Regions from separate parts of the Anas platyrhynchos genome. Here region 1 is linked to region 2. A link is a contact called in public Hi-C data. All regions are on one chromosome and are shown on one strand. The core of a region is the stretch at or near the end of the contact, and the rest is flanking DNA. Distances in the headings are between cores, read along the strand shown. Region 1 holds the start of CMAS (cytidine monophosphate N-acetylneuraminic acid synthetase). Region 2 overlaps LDHB (lactate dehydrogenase B).

Region 1 (7,021 bases), core at 3,895-6,394, 190 kb before region 2:
CATTTCTAGCAGAGCAAAATAACGTTCTACTTTCCAACATAAAAATAATAATAAAAAAAAAATCCTGAGATGTTATCATCTCCTAAAACTGATTTCTGAAAGTAGTAGGGGGATATTCTTCTAGAGTGTTCCTGCTAGTGTGAAGGAAATACCATATCCCTTCCATAATCTACTTTCTAGTACACAATAGGAAGGGGTTTAGAGGCTAAACACACAAAAAAAACATTCAGCTACATACACCTAAAAAACAAAACACCCTAAAAGAACGGAGAGCTGATAGGACCATCTTGAAATCTGAAAGGTGAAAAAAGAGCATAGAAGAAATCTTGCCTGTGGAAATATCTCGGTACTTCCCCAAAATACTTCTTATTTAGAGATATACATAATATTAACCATTCTTATATGGTTTAATCAGTGTCCACACTGATTTTTTTCACAAAATGATTAGTTCAGATACTGTCACATTTTTATTTTCTAAAAATGAATATGTTCAAGCAGTGCCTTTGAACAAGCAAGATCCTGTAAGATCTCATACTGTTAGCAGAAACTGAACCAGCAACCAGAGACTTCTGTTTTTAAGCCACCCCAATTCACATGCACAAAGCAGCTAAAATTCATTGGGTCTCATTATCCCATGAAGAAGTTAGAGGGTATTCTCAAAAACCCAAAACATCCTGAAACTTCCATATATATGAACTTAGTGTTCAATAAATACAACTTCGTGCTTAATGAAGTTAACATTCCTAAGCAGGGGAAGACATCTGTGTCTTTCAGGGTACATGAATATTAAACCTCAATGCTGAAAGAACAACAGAAATACACAGTAAGAGGTACAATCAGTATTTTAAATTAGTCTGAGAAGAGCACAATACTAAACTAGATTCTACTCAGGCAAATTGGTGTTACCTGAAACACTGTGTTCCTGAAAGGCAAGCTGCTTTTACCCTTAAGCTGTGAATGTTTTCAAAATTTTTAGCTTGTTCTCCGCATATGTATGCTTTGCAGTTGAGTAAATCTTTTGCTACATTAAAAGACTTCAGGTATCTTTTTGCACTAAAGAGCAATTTGCTCTTTTAGGTAGGTGTCCAGGCTTTTTTATTGTAACAATTTGAGGATAGATGTTATTTACAGAGGTCGATACAGGTTACCAAATACCTATGGAGAAGTGGTGGCACACCATCATTTCAAAGCCACATGGTACATCCAAATGAGATTTAGATTTTCAGATGTCCATCTAGCATCTCAAGACATGAAGTGGACTTTCACCTAGTCATCTAAAATACAAACCACCGAATCCTACACTTCTATCCATGATTTTGATATTCCTCTTACACATTTATCAATAAATTTTCCTCCTCTTATGAGGAAAAAGGAGTGTGTTCATGTTATCTGTTTATTCTAAACAAAGGCCAAATTTTTATTCCAACATACCTCCGGTATCAACATTCATCTACTTCGCATTTTCTTTTACAGCATGACACTTTGTGAACTCACAAAAAATTACATCTGAAACATTTTAGATATCAACAGAATAACATTAGTATCTGAGTAACATATTTATTTTTAGAAAATAAAAATGTGACAATATCTGAACTAATCATTTTGTGAAAAAAAAAAAAAAAAAGGAAGCAAAAATTTCTACTTTAATCACAGAAACAGAAGCAATGTAGGGAATAGTTCTTAGTACAAGCACAGAAGATACTTATCTAGCTATGATAACATATAAGCTTTTTAAGTAAAGTTCAGTCCTGAGTCACCTTGGAAAGAAGAATATTTTGTCTAGGAAAAACAGTAATTTCTGTATAAGCTACTTGACTTCATTCCTTATGAATCAAAGGCAGTTTGCAATCTCACTTGAGTCAGCTGACAATTTAGCAGGCTGAAAACAACCCTAAGCCTCCAAGCTATGAGGTTGCCATCCGGTCTTGACTAAGATTTAGCTCACGTTATTTGCTACTTATTAGCTATTACACAGTAAGACTAAACAGTTCCCTAGTTAAGACAGGACGTCAGAGTCATGTCCACAAAAACATCAACACCCACCAAGCAGATGTTGACATGTAAAGTTTAGGGAAGTTATTTTTTGAGCCTAGACAGGATAATAGTATTTTCATTTTCAGCATCTTAAGATTGTCTGAGCAATGATCAGTAATATTAAAACAGCACTACTTAAGAGGAATCTTAAGTGATCTTAACCTTCCAAAGAAGACAGCCTATGTCTCTAAAGGCCCTTCCAGATATAAATGTCATAGGTACAAACATTAAACGCTTAAAATTAATCAAAGTTTTACTTATTCAACTGTAACCAGAAACAGATAAATATTACCTCCTTTTTTTACCTCGCTCCATCTAAATTGATGCCGTCTCACAACAGAGAAGACAGAATCAAAGCCCTCTTTCTGGATCAGATCTGCCACTTTTATAAGATCACTGGGATGTAAACAGGGAGATGTTGCTTGAATATTTCCTACAATATCAACCTCTAAAGAAAAATAAAGAAACATTTATGAAACAATGAGTATTTTAATACATACAACCCCAAAATGTGGTATGAGTGGATGCCGCAAAAGGAGAATCTTTCCAGCTTCAACTTACTACAGGATTTACTTATTTTTCTAAATACTAAGTGCATCATCCTTACAGGGCTACAACATAAAAGCTCCGCATGTTTCATTACTGATTTACCCTGATGATGATTAAGAAACTCTCTGATAGCTTCTAGAGAAGTAGAGGAGTCTTGAGATACTTCAGGGCTTCGACGATGAACTTGGGCGCCAAACTGCTTTGCAACCTTCTCGATTTCATCGTGGTCTGTAGAAACCCACACACTGTTGGCAGACAGTGACATAAATGAATGATTACATAGAGAACAACACCCAGTACTGTCCACTTGTCTGCTGTAATCTGCTAACCTGAACAACTCTCTGTACTGTACCTGGCAATGAAAGCAACTAGTTCTTTTATTTGTGTGGTAAAACTACTTGTCAGTCCAACAAAGCACGTTTAACAACAGGGATAAAACACACACACATTCATCAGATTGTACAATCTAAAGCCTGGGTTGCATTTCAATTTAATTCTGTAGGGTGCCTGATCTACCACATCCATAGGTATCTTAAGCAACATAAAATTCAAAGTTGTAACTAGAAGAAAAATCTATTGCCAGCATGCCACAATGTTAGGCATGCTAAAAGATCATTGTATTATGACTGGTTTGAGTGATGTATTCAAAATCACTGCAGAGTTCAGAAACAAGGCTAACAGTAAGTAAAAATGCCACTCAGTTAGACAAATAGCTTATCCTGCAATCATTTTAAAATCTATCAGTTAGGCTCCATACAGTCCCAGGGAAAGAACTGTTCAAGTTACAACTGTGTGTGTTGTGGCACTGAAAACCTTCAATACTAGCAAGGCAAGACTGTTGTGCGTCAGAGATAATAAACATTTACAAAAGGAAGGACAAAGTCTGAGTATCATGTGAAGGTAAACACTACCTTAATACTGCAAGGTGGCTGCTGCCATTATTATGACAAAAAAGCATAGGAGATGCAGAAAAAAAAATGAAAAAAACTTTATTCTCTCAGCAATAACGGCATTCTCAGTGCACTGCACATAGCAAGTGGTGCTTTAGTTAAACTTTTCCATTCAAAAACATCATGAGATTATCAGAATCTGTGTATAACAGTGACAGCAATATCAAATCACACCCACGTAAATGAATGCGGAAGATGTATTTTCTGTAACCTCTTTCAGCGTAGCTAGTTTAAACATACCCTACCCATTTGACTAACAGTGTTTTGCTGTGTAATGTGTACACTGTCAGCACAGCTGCTTCAAAAGGGACTTGAAAACCCATCACACTTTCATCTAACACACCTGTTATGACTCACTCCTATCAGGAAAATTCAAGTAGAAACATGGAGGTCACTCAAACCCTCATATTCATAACAGGTTGTTAAACAATATGGATTCACCTGCATGAAGTTATTATCAATGATCTAGGTCAGAAATGTTTTAACTGTTTCTTTATTAAAAATAAAGCCACAGATGCTTACTGTACTTTTCAGACTATGGTAAGGTTTTATGGGATAATAGTACAGTAGCTATGGGATATGGCAGATTTGTGCATACTTCCAGCTCTGCATCTGGTCAGGCTACATTTGTACACTTTACTATAAAACCTGAACTTCAAGTCCCTGCTCCTAACATAACACAGAAGGGTTGTACCAGGAAGTTGCACCTAAGCGTGCTACGTACCAAGAGTATCCTAACCACGCACTAGTTTTGATTACAGTTACTAGTACGTGTGAGGAAAATTCTCATGTTTCTTCTGGTAGAATGAAAGAAATTCGTAATGCCCACGTTCTTAGCACAACTGATGTGTTTGCTTCTATGTGACTAATGGTTGCTGCCAAAGTTTCACACACTTTGCCACAAAGTGAGCTCCTGCTTCTGAGCACACAATTATTTCCTTCTCTTTGGCAATTCTGGGACTTTCTCTGCCTCCACGACTCTGGGAACTTGGAGAGGCTGACAGAAGCACGCTCCCTCAGCCTTACACAGCGCAGGCAGGGGGATGATTTTACTGCTGTCTTCGCATACATAGCACGAAGGCACAAGGAAAACCGAGCAACATTTTTTGGGCACGCGCAGCACTAGGACACCCTGCAGGACCACAAACGCCACTTGAGATGTCGCAGCTCTGTCACAACGAGGGCAACCAGCCTCGGGCCACCACCCCTGACACCCTTCCTGCTCCCGGCTCCCCAACCCCCGCAGCCCCACGCTGGCTCCCGAGGGCACAGCACCCCGCCGGCACCGACCCTGCCTGGGGGTAACGGCCCCCGCCCACCCTCACACACCCAGGGGGGTTGGGGGGGGGGGGATGCGGAGTGCGCATGCGCACCTGTGGAAGACGCCGGCGTCCAGCGCGGCGCGCAGCACCCAGCCGACGAGCGGCACGCCCGCCAGCAGTTTGATGTTCTTCAGCGGGATCCCCTTGCTGCCGCCGCGCGCCAGCACCAGCGCGGCCAGGTGGGCGCGCGGCCGCGCCTCGCCCGCCTCCATGCCGGGCGCCCTTCCCGCTACTGCGGCTGCATGATGGGAAGTGTAGTCCCGCTCCGCGCCTGCGTGTGCGCAAGAGGGCGGCCGTTGGGCGGGGACGTGAGGGAGGCTGGGAGGTGGCGTGGCGGCTGGGGCAGGGCGGGGCGTGGCGGGGCGGGGCGGGGCTGCCCTGGCAGCCTGGGGCTGAGCACGCCTGCAGGCCGCGTCAGGAGTGCTGCGTGGCCCTCAACTGACTGGATTCAGCAGCTTTCCGTCAGCTGCCAGCATAAATCTTCAAACTTTCACGTCCTTCCCGTGGGGAGAGCGCCGGCAGAGGGCAGAGTAATCACGCCGGAGCCTTTTGACATGAGAACATAAACCAGTCCTCGCTTGTTTTCCACCTGCTAATAACCGCGTTAAGCGTAAAACTACGCCCCAAGTTCTAAGAATTCACCTCTAGAAACCGGATGGATAAGATAAAGTGATGCACTACCAATGCTATACTGCCACAGAGGAAATTGCTTTTTAATACAATCTGGAAAACAGGAAGTAGAGGCTGTTGAGCAGCATTATGAAGTCAGTCCTGGAGACTCGCGTTTTCAGCCCATCACGGGAACGTGTCCCACATTTTGCTGAAGTTGTCCTCAGGTTATCTGAGATGTGTCACAGAGCAGATGGAGCTTGTCTACCGCTGCGAGGGGAAACACTCCCAGTTATATTCAGCTCTAGGAACACATTAAAAAGAATAATCGCTGGGGTTTTGTTCTTTCTGAAGAGGACATCTGTTCAATGAAACACAGCAAAGAGATCATATGCTCTATTAAATCTCTTTCTGAGCTTCTTAGATAGCTGCTACAATAATCAAAATGCCTACACATTAAGTAGGATACCTGCCAGAATAATCAAAATGCCTACAAGTTAAGTAGGAATGGGTTGAAAAGATTTGTCTTTTGGTTCATCACCTTGTGAAAATTGGATGATTTAATGGCAAAGATACTTGAACTTCATAATTCAGTTTGGTACTTTCTCATAATCCAGGGATATCCTAAACAAGGAGCCAATTCTGGTTCACCTTTTATTTACAAAGAAAAGAAATGACATTAGAAGATCTAGCATGCATCATAGCTTTTCTAGATGGGGTGCATCTAGTAAGAATTTTTATTACAGGTCTGTACATAATTAAAACCTGTTTGTATTTTTCCCTTCACACCAAAAGCACGTCTTTTACTCGTGGGGCTGGAATGGTCCTCAAGTTGATATCTTAAATACTGTTGCCTTTCTTCATAGACATGTACCTAACCCAGTCTTTTAGACTATCAGTACTCCAGGCAATCTTGAGAAACATATGATAGCAAAGCCTTTCCTAATCTTTACTGAATCTTCCTTTCTGCAATGTTAGCCCATTAATTCATGTCTTATCTAGAACAGATATTCAGAATAGTTTTATTTCCTATCTCTCTATAACAGGCATATGCATATTTGAAAATAGACACCATCTCAATTCTTAGACTTTTCCTTTTTAGGAGCAAGTTACCTTCATTTAGTTCAAATCTTCAGGCTTCTGATCATCCCCATTATTCTCAAGAATGATGATAATGTAGGACTCAAAATTAAACAGAACATTGCAAGTGAGAGAAGCAAAAGTACCAGTACCTCATGTACCTTGAAGGTTGTATTCTCATTTGTACATCTCTAGTTTTCCTTTTCTTGCACAATATTGACGTAATTCAGCCAGTGATTCACTTTGGCCTAAGATTTGCTCCTGCAAGAGCTGATACATAGCCAGATGCTTCCAAGCTGTGTCTTTGCATCTGGCAATACCTGCCCAAATGCAGTATCTTGCATTTGCTCCTACAGCAACCAGTTCTGTCCCCACCTTAAAATATTTTCATGTAAACCATGTTCCCCTAGTTTATATGAAAGACATGTGCGACATTGTCATGACTTTTAACTAAAGATATCCATCCTCTTGTAGCTG
Region 2 (6,457 bases), core at 1,951-4,450:
TCTTAATCCTGCAAATAGGATAGGTCTAAAATGTGAACAATGAGCCTGTCTGTGTCCTGGTTTCAGTTAGAACAGAATTAATTTTCTTCCTAGTAGCTGGTGGAATGCTGTGTCCTCTTTTTGTGTCCTCTTGATCGCCCTAATGATTGTAGTAAAGTGCTTGCTGGAACATTCTTTGTGGTATATGTGAACAGTTTCATTTACTATACATGCTCTTCTTTTTAGTTGATATATTAACCTATGTCACATGGAAGCTAAGTGGCCTGCCAAAACACCGTGTGATTGGAAGTGGCTGCAATCTAGACACAGCTAGATTCCGCTACCTGATGGCTGAGAGACTTGGTATCCACCCAACCAGCTGCCATGGCTGGATTCTAGGAGAACATGGTGATTCCAGTGGTAAGGAGCAGTTTTCACCACTTTGGGATTAAAAAACAGTGTTACAGACTGAGGCTGAATGTGTTATAAAAATCTGAAAACAGATGTGGCTGAGCTTGAGTGACTGGCACTATACTGTCACCTAATTAAGATCATAGGACAACAAAGTCCAGGAAAGTTCAGGAAATCTAGCTATGCCTCTTTCCTGAAAGTGATTCAGGATGTATAATTCAATCCTGAATTGAAAAGACCAGTGTTCACCAATCTCGTGCTGTGTCCTAAGGACTGTAGTTTACTACCTTATCCTTAGTTTTTGTGGATTACTCTAATATATGGTCTCCAACATGATTCTTTTCTGAAAGCAGTATTAGTTTGTACTAGGTGAGTGGCAGAAATTGTTGTAAATAATAGAAAAGGCTTACAATCCAGATTCAAGCTAACAACTATTCCTTCCCTTATTTTGTGATTCTCTTCCATGCTATTTAAAGAGGTTTTCAAAAGATAACTTTGGAAAATCATGAGATCAAAGAAGCTTATTCATCTTAGTTTTCATGTTTATTTCAAGTCTGAAAAGATGCAGCAGAACTTCTGTCCAGAAGATGGGTGCTGCTTTAAATTGTAGTACTGTTTTCGTAAGGGAGCCATATCTTCAATGGCACGTTGCATTTGATTAAAGTAGTGTCTGATCAACTACAGTACTAACTGAAGCCAGACCTGTGCTGTCACGAAAGCAGAACTTGGTTGAGTATACACAGAGCTTGTTCTGCTTCACTTTCATCTACTTTTGCTTTGAAGTAACTAGAAAATTTCCTGGTTACTGTGCAGGAACAGGGGAGAGTGCCTGTAAGCTTCTGATGTGAAGAGACTTGCAAATCCTTCTCTTGGTATTCTAAGTTTGCATATTGCTATCCCGTTATTCAGGGAAATAGAGTACAGTTCTTGGAGAATATCTTCATACTGATTTGTGGGACAGCAATTACATACTTTTGTAATTCTTGAATAAAGCTAGTTTTAAAAGGCTGAACAACTAAGATGTGCCTGTTTGCTCAAATTTGAGGTTTCTGACTTGAAAAGTACTTGTCCAGAGGACTCAAAGTTCTGTAGTTTAATCTGTACCAGTACTAAAATAATCTCAAACTTGGTGCCTAGAGTCTTCAGAGGTAACCATAGCTAAATTAAAATAGAAAACCTTCTTTTCAAACTATTGTGGTTCTAGCTGCTATGACTTTATTTCAAGTTTATATTAGTAAGTAATCCTCTACTTTGCTTAGTGAAGTGCTGTGAAAGCTTATGTCCTCTCTCTGTGTTGTAGTGGCTGTTTGGAGCGGAGTTAATGTGGCAGGCGTTTCTCTCCAGGAGCTGAATCCTGCCATGGGAACTGACAAAGACAGTGAGAACTGGAAGGAAGTCCACAAGCAAGTGGTTGAAAGGTACAGTAACTTAAGGAATTCTATGGATGCATTTGATACTAGAAATAGCATTTCTGCATGCTGCATCTCCATTCTGTTGCAGCTTTAATGCCCTCATATTAGGAGGGGTTACATAAGTGAAAGTACTAGTTTAAGCACAAATGCAGGATTTCAGTTGGTAAGCTTTATTTTCCTGCAGTGCTTACAACTCTTGTGCGATGTACCTACTTGAGTAGTGCAGGGCTTACAGAACCAGTATACACTTGCATTTGTGCAAGTAGCTTCTTACATGGCAATCCTTGTACAAAGGGAGCAAGACAGTAGGAAAAGGTGATATGTTTTTGTGAGCAGAGCATTGGAGTTGAGTCCTAGGAAAACTTTTGACAAATCACAAAAAAAGCTGATATTTATGTCCCTAATTTACCTGTCTCACTAAGGTGGTGTAAAGCTTTCAGACATTGGGTAAAACAACTAAGATGGGGGGGTGGTATGCAGCTCTATGTCTACTTCATCATTCTGAATACATTTGGAATATCTAAGCCATTGTCCTACTCATTTGAATAAGGAATCTGTTTTCTTTTGTTTTTCTACCTTTCACTAAAATAATAGTTCACACATGGAATCTACGAATCTTTTCTTCAGCTAAGAGAACAATAGGGTTTTGTAAATATACATATGGGGTAATGTAGACTTTATCTTTTATGCTGAAATGACTTAAATGTTTTAATCCTAAAACTTAGCATATCAGGGAGTTCTTCAAATGGGAAACCTTTGTTTATCTTAAGGTCTTCAATATACTTTTTGGAATACTAAATCTTAATGTGACTATTTTAATGTTTCCTTAGTGCCTATGAGGTAATCAGGCTGAAGGGGTACACAAACTGGGCCATTGGCCTTAGTGTTGCTGAGCTCTGTGAGACCATGCTGAAGAACTTGTGCCGGGTTCATTCAGTGTCAACACTGGTAAAGGTAAGAAATGGTGGCTAATTGGATCCTCTAGTTCATGTTTTCATTGTGGGAGAAACTAGACTATGAAAAGACTAAAACTGTCGGCGAGGTGATGTACAAAGGAAGCTTTGTTTAAAAAGTATTGAATTTGAAATGTTATACAGGGAACTTACTGTTTTAACTTTTTTCTCTTCTTAGCTTATCCTTAGAACAAGTCTGGAGCCAAACTAAGTGCTCTGTACTGTCTAGTACTGTATTACCCTTGTGTAAAGTTTGCTATGCATGGTATGCAGCTTCATTAAAAGAAAATCTCCATGCAAAAATACTAAACTTCAAAGAGGTCCAGCTGTGATTCCTCAAAACACCCCCTAGCAAAGGTGGTAGGGAAGAGCATGTCCTGTATAGCTGATATATAGTTGCCTGCATTTAGTCTGTACTAGTTGCATAATCCCACATGGAGGAAGGAATGTGAGCAAACTGAATTTACAGCTCCCTCTATAGTCAGGAAACAGAGTTGTCACTGCAACATACCATAATCCTGTATCTCTGAGATTTGTCAACTGCTTGTTGGATATAAACAAAATTGAGGCTTTTAGAGGTGGAATTTCTGAAGTCATCTATTTCAGTATTGCTATTTGGTTTTAAATAATAGCTTTTTGTACCTTCAAATACATTGACTGAACTTTCTGCAGGCTGTAAAATAAGCCTGCTTTCTGCAGGTTTTAAGACCTTCTATCGGAAAGATTCTTGACATGCAAATCTGGGGTTATGGGTTTCTGTCAGTAATGTACTATTTTGTTTGTTGCAGGGCACGTATGGCATTGAGAATGATGTCTTCCTGAGCCTGCCTTGTGTCCTAAGTGCCTCTGGATTGACCAGTGTCATCAACCAAAAGCTGAAGGATGATGAGGTGGCTCAGCTGAAGAAGAGTGCAGATACATTGTGGAGCATCCAGAAAGATCTCAAAGATATGTAATTAACAAGTGTTAAATTCCAGCAATAGAAAAACAGCGTGTTGTGTGCAAATGTGGGCGCTCTACTCACTATACATCTCCATGGTTAACATTTAATGCTCTTCCAGACTGAGCTTTTGTCCACAGTAGCTAAACTTATGCTTGCTGTAACGCACAGACCTTATGAACAAATAAAGTAACTTTCAGGCATGTTTTGTTGTCCTAGTGACTTATTTCTGGTATTTCTAGTTTCTTCTAGATAAAGCATTCTACTTTCATGTAGTCTGTGGCAGACACTAAAGGATAGATGTGTGGTTATAAGGTTAAAAACAATGTAGTCACCTGTGGTGAGATTTCACTAATACAGTCTTACTGGAAGCTGTTTCTGTATGATATTTTCAGTCCATATAATCATTTAAGTGTAGCTTATGTCCAAATTCTTTTCTGATATTTTTACTGCTGAGTAGAAATTGAATAGGGGGTTTCCCTGTGGGCCACCCATCAAAAATATGCCAACGTTAAGGTCTTGTTTACCACTACCCTACAGAAACCTAGAGAAAGGGTCCTATAGATCTAGAAACCTGCTGTGGGAAAAACACTGTTTACATTTATCTTACGTTAGATTCACTTATTTGCCTGTTACTGATGTCTGTTTTTCAGTGATGTTTTGTATCAGTAAACTTCTCTTGATTACTGAAGTCCCAGTGTTTAGTTGGGCTGGAGTCTTATGGTCATAGATTTGGGCCTTAAACTGCTGTGTCCAATTTTGGAAGCCATACAAATGTTATAGAGAACAGATTGCTGAAATATCCTTAAGTTTTGTTTTCTAATTGTTTCTGTGCACTTACAGAATTGACAATAACCATAAAATAAATAAAAGGCTGAGATAAAAGGGTGATAAAAGCAAGTTGCTGAGAATTAAACTCCTTTATTTGTGACACTTACTCTGAACAACATTCATGAAATATCCCAATACAGAAAGACCTGGGGGAGGGAGGGGGGGTGAGCAGAGACTTGGAATAATGAAGGGTGTCAGTGGAGGACACTCACACAGCTTCATGCTGTTCCCTTGGGTCCTACTGCTGGTCACTAGAGAGAAGAGACCAGTGTCTCCTGCTTTTGACAAAGCTCTTGATCACAATGAGGCTGCCTATCAGCCTTCTGTAAACCAAGCTTGTACCACAGGGTCTGGCTGGCCCTTTCAGCTGCCAGGGCAACTTTGCTCAGATAAAAGATAAAACTTATTCTGACTGCTAAGCCAGTTGTCTGAGGTTTGGGCAGTTGTGAGTGTTCAGTGCTCATGTTTATTATGTGATTTTTTTTTTTTTGGCCTCTGTCCTCTGGAAATTGCTGATTTCACGAATTTATCAGCAGGAAGGTCCTTTTGCTACTTAATTTTTTAAGCAGAAGTCAAAATGACACTTTCATTTTGTTTGCTTAGTGATTCTTTAATACCTAAACAGAAAATAATCTATTCTATGTAAAAAAAAAAATAAATAAATAATAGTGAATGCCTTCTAGTATGAGACAATACTATCAAAACCAGGTAAACATAGATCTGATAATACAGCCTTATGATACATTAAGGACTTAATGTCAGGTATAAAATATTTCAGTTGAATCTTTTCCCTTTTCCAAATTACTGTGGAAGACAATCCTGGTGTGGACAATAGCATATGTCAGAGCCTTTTCTAGCTCTATCATAACACTGAGATAACACTGAGTAGTGGATGGAAGCACTTACAGAAGTATGTAGGTAGCTTTTGTAGTTTCTTTTTAAATAGAACACCCAGCAAGCTTTTCTGTAGTGTGAAATAACTGATACCCTGTGATATATCAAGTATTACATAGCCAGTGAGATACCATGTATTGGGATGCTAGTGACAGTGTTATTTACAAAGGGTATCACAAGAAGATCTTATGGGAGATTCTGTTCTCAATCACAAGCTAAATGCCAAACTATTGGTAGGATGGGGGGGAGTCAGTCTCTGCTGTCAGAACTCAGTGTGAAGATCTCACTGGAAGTCTCTCCACACCTGGATAGATTGACTAGCTCAAGTTCCTACTAAAAAAAAGTTCATGATCAATTGGTGTGGTATTAGCAATGACTGCATGATATAACCACCGGCAACTTTCACCTGATCACATTTAGCTGGTTACCTCTGTGTAGTTCTTTTCCTGCTTTGTTCTTCCTTGTGCTGTACTCAGTTAATGCATTAATTCAAAACTGTGTTGTGGCATGTTACTTTCATGGGATTCTTGAGACTGGTGTGTGTCAAGAGGCATCAGCTCTCTTAGAGAACAAGGAGTGGGTCCTTTTTCTTTCCAACAAGGAATTTTTTTAAAAAGTTCACTCAGCTGCAATAAACTGTCATTTGACCCTGATTATATCAGCATGCATTCCTTACCTATTAAAGAGTAGTGTCATATCTTCCTTGTTCTGTGATCAGCAAGCTGAGACCTGAAGTTGATTGTGACATCTTGAAATTAACATGGGAATCGCTGCTTGAGCTGGGAAGCTAATTGTCACCTAGTGTCTATTAACTGCTCCTTAAACCCCTCAGTCCACAGAGGTTTGTTTGCTAGTGATCGTAAAATCAACAGTATTGCAAGATCTTTTGTGCCTTGACATTAAGCAGGTGAAGAGCTAACAGCTGTTTCTATCACAAGAAAGCACAGCATGTGATGAAAAAAAATATCACAGAGTATACAGATAAAACAGGTAATTGAAAGAATGAGGAAATCACATTGATCTGTGTGCCAAGCAGA

Evidence for each region. Hi-C and Micro-C count contacts between places; a contact is called where the count stands out from the background.
Region 1: a contact with region 2 is called in a Hi-C map of subcutaneous adipose tissue, with 2.6 times the contacts expected there. The contact joins the promoter of CMAS here to the enhancer-like site in region 2. A contact is called at or near these places in 2 of 8 Hi-C or Micro-C datasets (liver and subcutaneous adipose tissue).

The regions. Positions count from the first base shown.
Region 1 is chr1:76,116,153-76,123,173 of IASCAAS_PekinDuck_T2T, reverse strand. CMAS (cytidine monophosphate N-acetylneuraminic acid synthetase) reads right to left here and starts at 5,144. Exons shown (of 8, transcript XM_027449995.3): 1 at 4,907-5,144; 2 at 2,686-2,828; 3 at 2,327-2,482. The coding sequence starts at 5,067.
Region 2 is chr1:75,924,559-75,931,015 of IASCAAS_PekinDuck_T2T, reverse strand. LDHB (lactate dehydrogenase B) reads left to right here. Exons shown (of 8, transcript XM_027449997.3): 5 at 226-399; 6 at 1,691-1,808; 7 at 2,633-2,756; 8 at 3,544-3,898. The coding sequence ends at 3,711. Among named protein-coding and RNA genes, the nearest start is that of LDHB, 9.7 kb to the left of the region's middle. Within about 2 kb of position 3,200, at least 2 of the 8 cell types and tissues checked have an H3K27ac peak or open chromatin away from gene starts, as enhancers often do. A contact at or near this core is called in subcutaneous adipose tissue, where this site is marked.